Regions from separate parts of the Mus musculus genome. Here region 2 is linked to region 1. The links are chromatin contacts, called in public Hi-C maps. All regions are on one chromosome and are shown on one strand. The core of a region is the stretch at or near the end of the contact, and the rest is flanking DNA. Distances in the headings are between cores, read along the strand shown. Region 1 overlaps Tpo (thyroid peroxidase). Region 2 has its middle 110 kb from the start of Tmem18.

What was found. A called contact is a pair of places that touch in the nucleus more often than the background predicts.
Region 2: a Hi-C map of cortical neurons shows a contact between it and region 1, with 2.3 times the contacts expected there. The contact joins two enhancer-like sites. A contact is called at or near these places in 3 of 39 promoter capture datasets (the C10 cell line, liver and pre-B cells) and 1 of 484 Hi-C or Micro-C datasets (cortical neurons).

What each region holds. Positions count from the first base shown.
Region 1 is chr12:30,127,358-30,130,932 of GRCm38.p6, forward strand. The region is part of intron 2 of Tpo (thyroid peroxidase); the gene reads right to left. Among named protein-coding and RNA genes, the nearest start is that of Tpo, 3.5 kb to the right of the region's middle. Within about 2 kb of position 1,399, at least 34 of the 459 cell types and tissues checked have an H3K27ac peak or open chromatin away from gene starts, as enhancers often do. A contact at or near this core is called in cortical neurons, where this site is marked.
Region 2 is chr12:30,696,511-30,700,273 of GRCm38.p6, forward strand. No RefSeq gene overlaps it. Among named protein-coding and RNA genes, the nearest start is that of Tmem18, 110 kb to the left of the region's middle. Within about 2 kb of position 2,476, at least 12 of the 459 cell types and tissues checked have an H3K27ac peak or open chromatin away from gene starts, as enhancers often do. A contact at or near this core is called in cortical neurons, where this site is marked.

The sequences.
Region 1 (3,575 bases), core at 149-2,648:
ATCCTCGAAATCTACAAGGATACGGTTTAATTGTCAAAGCTCTAGGTATGGTAGCTTGATTCCCCCTTACTTTAAAATGTATTGCCATCCGGCACTAAAAAAATGGATTAGTGTATATAGGAACACTCACTGCATAAGCGTTAGAACCTCAGCTCAGATCCCATTATCCAGGAAGAGAGTTTGACATGGCTGCATGCACCTTTTACTGCAATACTGCACAGAGCAGGGATAGAAAGATTACTGAGGCTTATTGGCTGCCAGTCTAACTTCAGGTTCGGTAATCAAAACTGTCTTAGGGTAATAATGTAGAGAGTGATAGAGTAGGAACCCCGATACCCTCTTCTGGCCTCTATACACATGCACATGGGCAGAAGCACCCTTACACACCCGTGTCCACTCCCTCCATCCCCTCAAGTGTCTACTTAAATTATCCAACTCATTCCCTCTTTCTTAGCAGAATAAAGACCCTCTGAGTGGGATACAGCCGAACGAAACAGGATCAGTTCTTCACTGTGTGCCCTGTGCACTATGAGCCTTAGGGTGCTTGACTACATAGTCTTTACCTATTTGGTACCCAGGTGGAGGTTGAACTTAGTAGAAGCATTATGTGAGAGCTAAATGCTTGTGTAGAACAATTACCTATGGAGAAAAATTCTGTGTGTGTCTGTGTATATGTGTGAGTGTGTGTGTGTGTGTGTGTTTGTGTGTGCGCGCGCGCACATGCATATGTGAGTGTCATGTGCATTTCTGGGGAATAGTAGCTGCCAGTGAACTAATATCCTATTATTGACCAATATTAAGCTGATATTTAAATTATCACGATCATGTATTGCTTATGCTTCCATTTTGCCCAACTTTAAAGAAAGGTTGATTATTTCAAATTTTATCTTTGAACTAAAGATTTTTCTGTTGAAAAATTTCCCACAGAAACACTTCTCCTCTGTGATCTTCTAAACTCTCTGTGGAGCCGGATAGATTTTAAATTAATTATGTTTGGGATGACTAGAGGTGTCTCATTCATCCGCATCAGAGGAGAGCATCTTCTCTTCTGCCCATCTTCCCTCAACTTTCTGGGGCCGAATGAATTAGACAGGCAAAGGAAGGATAAACAAGAGAAAACTGGCTGCCAGCAGACCTTGGTCTGTGTGCTGACTTCTCAGGGGAGCTGCTGGGGCAGACACTTGGCGAGGAAGGAAAGAAAGAAGGGAAAGAGAAGGGTTGTTTCTTACTAGGGAACAAGCTTCAAATAGGCAGATAAATGGGGACTGCCTCCTGGCCACTGGCTGGCAGCTGTGTTGTTAATGTGGGTTCCTGGAAGTGTGTGGCTGCCTAGAGACCTGGAGTCTCCTTTCATTCTTCCTGGTAGGGAGTGGGGAGATACTCTGCAATGGATTTCTTGACCAGCAGGGGGAAACAGAGTGCTTCTCTAAGACCTGTGGCATTCTTTTGCATCTCAAGATCTACCCAGCAGGCAGGTGGCCAGGCTATCTCGGACTTGTGGTTGAGGCTAGAGTCAATGATCCTAAGAATTTCAACTTGGTCTCTTCTGTTTGTCTAGAACAGAAATCCAAATTCTAGAGAGTAACATGACTTATTCCCTGTCCCGGCTTTCTATGTGTATGTCCTGAAAGTGCCATCTGCTCTGGGAGGCACACTGGCCTCTAGAATCCCACCTCTTGCATATTCATAACTGGAATGCAAGAAGCCATTATACATGAAGATACCGTATGCCAGGACAAAGAAACAGGCTACATACTTCCAGACATGTTCACAAATACAAAGCAAAAGAAGTGAAAGAAAGCCAATGTCTTCCTGTCCAAAGCCACAGAGGCCCCAGGCTCCCACGTGCTGCCCTTGGCTGACTCTGGTCACCTGGGATTCACTCAGCGTTCTGTGTGGATCGTGTTTTGATGATCTCTGTTTTCAGAAATCTGGTGAACTGGAACAGAGCTGGCCAGCTTTCCTTTTAGACTCCCCCACTAGGCTGGCTTCCCAATCTCAGGATTTGCAGGCAGCTTTCCTGCTCACGCTGTTCATTTGCATCTTATTTTCTTTTCACAGCTACAACGAGCCGCTGAGTTCGCCATAAAGATAATTTCACATGGATCTTAATTTTGCACAAACACTGGAAGCCCATCTCAGTCTGTTGAGAGGAATACGCAGTGCTTCATGGAGCATGTGCTACAGAGGGTTGTCAAGAGAGGCTACGAGCAAAGTTTTCCTAGATTTATAATGGTCATGGGTATACTTTAGGAGAAAATGAAACCTTTTTTTCATTTTCAGTAGTTTATTACTGAATTTCCAGGTGCCGAGGTTTCTTTTCCTCTGTGCTTTGAGGCATCTGGCTTTGCATAGTAAGTGTGTGTGTGTGTGTGTGTGTGTGTGTGTGTGTGTGTGTTGTCCCCTATAGCTTTGCTTCTCAAAGTGTCATTGATGTCCCCCAAATGCACAAAGTCATCTGCATTCTCATTTTCCAAGTATATTTAATTTTGGTTGTAGTGAAATAGATCATATGAAAACTGTGTTTCAAATACATTTTACTGGTGAATATTTACTGTTTCAAAGGCACTGTTTACTTTTCAGCTGATAAACGTTCTTATATTAAAGAATAGAAAATTGAACCATTGTGAAGCAATTTCTATTTCAGAGTCTTGCAAAGTCCAGGCTGAGTTCACTCAAATGTGCTATACATCTGATGCTAGCCTTGTTCGCATGATCCTCCTGCCTCAGGTGGGATCACAGGGGCGCTACGACCCCAAGCAGAAGTAGAAGGGTAGGAGTAGTGATTTTGATGATTTTAAAAAAATTATTAACTCTAGGGCCTCACACATGCCCAGCAAGTCCTCCCTGATTCCAGACTGAAGGTACAGCCAAAGCTGACCTTGACATTGTGATTCTCCTGTTTCATCCTCTCCCATGTTTGCCAACCAATGTGTGGCATCACTACCAGCAGATTTTCTACCTAAGAAATTTATAGAGTAGATGGATAAGAAGCCAGCTTAAAAATATCCCAATGAATGGTAAAATACACTCTAAAGTGCACTATCATTATAGAAGTCATGTTGTACATTATTATATACTATTAAAATGTAAGCAAAAGAGTTGTCACTATTACAGATTTGTAAATCATGCTTTTTATCCCAACACTCTGGAGGCAGCGGTAGAAGCAGGAAGATCTATATGTTCTGCATGGTGATTTCCAGCGCTATGGGGATTACATACTGAAACCCTGTTTCAAGGACAAAACAAACACTCTGTGGGCAGAGTTACAGATGTTCCATATCCTCATTTTGTAAAATAATATCATTTCAAAACTTTAAAGCCACACTGTGCAGATGTTTTTGTGAACAGCTCACAGGTGCAATATCGAGTTCTTGACTAGACTCGACCTCTATCTTTTCAGTCTTGCTTTATTCCTCTAGGGTCTCGATAGCTATTGAACAAAAGGAAAAAGTGATTTATTTCCTTCGGTGTGCTGAACACCTGTCATGTTCCAGATGTTAGAAGGATTGGTACAAATGGGGATACTTAGGTTTTCTTGGAGATTTAAAAGGAGAACCCCTCTTGTTTTCTTT
Region 2 (3,763 bases), core at 1,226-3,725, 570 kb after region 1:
TGGACAAGACACACACATGGAAGACTGGTCTGTTCTCCAGGACTTTTCCAAAAAGACAAATTCTAATCATAACTGCCAAACAACAGGTCTTTTCCCAGAGGAGCTGAGGGAGAAATCCCAGGGAATCCCCTAGATATGAAGCATCATCACTAGGCCCTAAGGTGACCATCACATATGTGGATTTTCTTCAAGCATCAGAAATGCTACCTACTATTAGTTAAACACACAGATGCTGCGTAGCTTTTCCTAGAGACAAAAAAAAGTGCTATTCACTTCAGAGAGAATACTGGTCAACCAAAGAAAGGATTCCACTCAAGCCCAGGGTAGTGAACTTGAGGTTACTTGCATGAACATAGGTGACCCAAGGGCAGTACTAAGAAGTCCAGTGGGCAATGCATAGCAGCTACCTTACAAAAGAGTCCCATCAGTTAAGCTTTTACCTCCTATGTAACCTCAGGAATGGAAGGGCTTCCTGAAGATCTCCTGATGGTCATAAACCTCTTGGGGCTCAGGATTCACTCCCCCCGCCTCACCCCCACTTTTCCTCCACAAAGGAATGCTCATAGGCTTGATCTCATGAAGGTCTTGTGTAGGTGACCTCAGCTACTCTGACTTGGGATTCCAATGATCATACACAACTCAGAGGAAAGAGAAACACAAACGGACTGCAGCAGGACACAGGAGAGCCATGTGCCCACAGGACTGCAGCATAACGTGGGACAGCCATGTGACCTCCTAGGGAACATGTAGGCCTGCAGCAGGGCACAGGCAAGACACTATAAACCCAGACTGTAGGGGCACTTAGGATAGACATTGTGATAGATTTTGAGGTTCTTCCATCATATAGGATAAAGAAAATGTTATCATAGTGGAAAAAGTTTGGCCGCACTCCTGGGAAGGAATTACAGCCTTTAGTGAGGATCCTCTACATTCTCAAGGGGCTGAGGTAGACTAACCTGATGGTTCAGTCATAATGCCCAAAATCTATTCTTGGTCTACTGATCTGGCTATTCCCATGAATTCTACAAGTTAACAATCGGCAGGGATTTCATTTATATGTGCATACCACATCCGGAAGCTATGACAGAAAGTTGGAATTGATGAGATTAACAAGTTAATTTTCCTAATTTGTGTAAACAGTACTTAATGGTAAAGCATGACAACCGTGCCTTCCTTCATAAAAACATGCTGGCAGCTCGGGCTTTCAGCATAGAGAGGCTCAAAACTGTTATAGGCTGGGGTAGCACTGTAACTGGGGTAGCCCTGACTCCAGACAGAGGGACTCAGAAACATTCACTTTTGATCTAATTAGTATTTTTCAATATGGTTTTCCAAAATAATTTTTCAAATTCGTGAGGGGGCGTGGGGGAGATTTGGTCAGACACAATGGTCACATGCCTATAATTCAGAACTTGGGAAATTAAAATTCAAAAATCAATAGTTTAAAGGCAGCCCGGGCTGCATAGTGCATATGAAGGAGGAGGAGGAGGAGGAGGAGGAGGAGGAGGAGAAGGAGGAGGAGGAGGAGGAGGAGGAGGAGGAGGAGGAAATACTTGACACAAAATGTTGTGGATTTAAAGAGTATTATGATGATCTAAGAAGGATCGCATAGAACACCTAATTCATAAAAACGACTCTGCCCATGGGCTTTGGTGCTGGGTCAGAGTTCTCACTGGGTGGGAGGCTGAGTGGACACCTTCTATTCCAAGCAACCCTTTTCTGCCTCCATAAGCCAAATGCTTCCTTTCAAATATGCTGGGGGACTGTCATACAGACATTCACAAAGAAACACAAGAATCTTTGAAAGCTGGAAGATTTTAGCATCTATTCACAGCCACATGCTCACATGCCCAAAATACCCACAGCATTACTTGATTAAGGGGGCGTTGCAGAAGCAAAACAATTCCAAACAAAGTCGCTTGACGCAGGAAGTCCCAGTTGGTCCAGCTCCTATTTAGAACCCTGTGACTGAGCTTCTGAGCCAGAATGAAGCCCAAGGAGCTGCGCAAGTCAGAGCAGCAGATGTGTCTGTCTGAGCAGCATTTACAGCGCCACCCGTGAGCTGATTGTCCCCTAATAGCTGTGATATCACTGTGGAGCCAGCTGGAAAAAATAGCAAAGGGAAATTTAGAAAAACTGTGCAGTAGTTACGTTTTGAATTCTGGAGGAATTATGTGACTAGAGATTTTTCTATATCCATTATACAAGTCAAACGCTTGAATGAAAGCAAAGATTTTTAAAGGACATTTAAAGACTGCAAACGAAATTACCAGTTTATTTTTAATTTTTCAAGTTTCCTGAAGGTTTTCTGGAATCTATTAATATTTCACATATAAAGAGAAGAAATTCAAGGTCTGTAAAAAACAAGCTTTGGAATTAGCCAAATGAAGTTTCTAGGAAGACACCAAGGCTGGCGTGCCTGTTTGCTGCATGACCAGCTCATGGACCCAAGTTAGCGCAGCTTCCTATAGGATTGTTCTCAAGGACAATGGAAGTAAGAAGCATCAGCTTGTCACTCTCCATGTGTGCTGAGTGACATGTCAGGTGACACTCCAACTCAAATAGGTAATGAGTTGTTCCTTGAATCCATCAGCCACTGCTATACTGTGCCCAGTCCTGTGCTAGGTGAGGCTGAACCCTGCCATGAATATGTGATTTAAGTTATGAGCAATGATGTAGGCAGACCTTATGTTGGTTCAAGCTTTTCCACTATGTCCTTTGTGCTGGTGACTTCTATTTGGCATTTCCTTCTCTAGCATAGTATGAAATCAAGTATAGATATGATGTCCCAGGTACCATAGCTCTTCTCTATACACAGAGTGGTAAATAAGAGGGAACACACAGACTCCTGCGTGCCATGTGCCCGTCCCTGCTGCCAATCAGTTTTAGCCATATCCATAGGCTTTGCAGTGTGGCAGAGGACAAAGGGGCTTCTAAGACTCTTTCAATCCTATGTCACCATTTGGCTTCCTACCTTTCTAATTATAGTTCTGGAATGAACCTTCAGAATGAACATGATTGATCAGGCTGTTCATTGCGTTGGAAATCAGAAACCTCAGTCGCCAGGTGACTAGGGGGGACTCTATGCTACTCTTGATGGGGTGAGTGGCACTCAGTGAAAGGCCACAGGCTGACTGGCCAGTGTGTATGCATAATCAGGGCAATGAGACATTCTTGTAATATTTATCATGAGCTATTGTGCTTTCCTTAGTGATTGAACCATCATGTAAACATAAGCATTTTCTTCCTTTTTTGCCCCCCCCCCAACTTAGCCATCATTCCCCTCATAAGCATTTAGTTTTCATGAAACAAAAGCACAATATTCCTTTTTTTGTGTTTCTCTATCATCTCAGTGTTTGAGGGGACTCTGGATACAGAGATACAGGAGGAATGGCTCCCAATGTGTTCACCCAGCCTTACATACTACTTATTAATTTAGACACAGAAATTGTAACTATGAATTTAAAAATATTTCCATATGTTTGGCAATATTAAGATTGACAAATGTTTAACGAGAAAAATTCCAAACTTGGGGCAGTTCTTGAAGATGGTTCATACCTTTAGCATCATGCCCATGGTTAGAAAACTAAATCACTTATTACAAAGCAAAGAAGTCCACAACAGATTAAATACTTGTTAGATTTCTTTCAAGACCTGGGACAGGTAAGACTGCCATTATGTACTTGGAGACACAAGCCACGAAGACGTGAGGATGCTCGCAGCCTCTGGCCCAGCAAACATAGGTTATTGCCATAGCCAACTG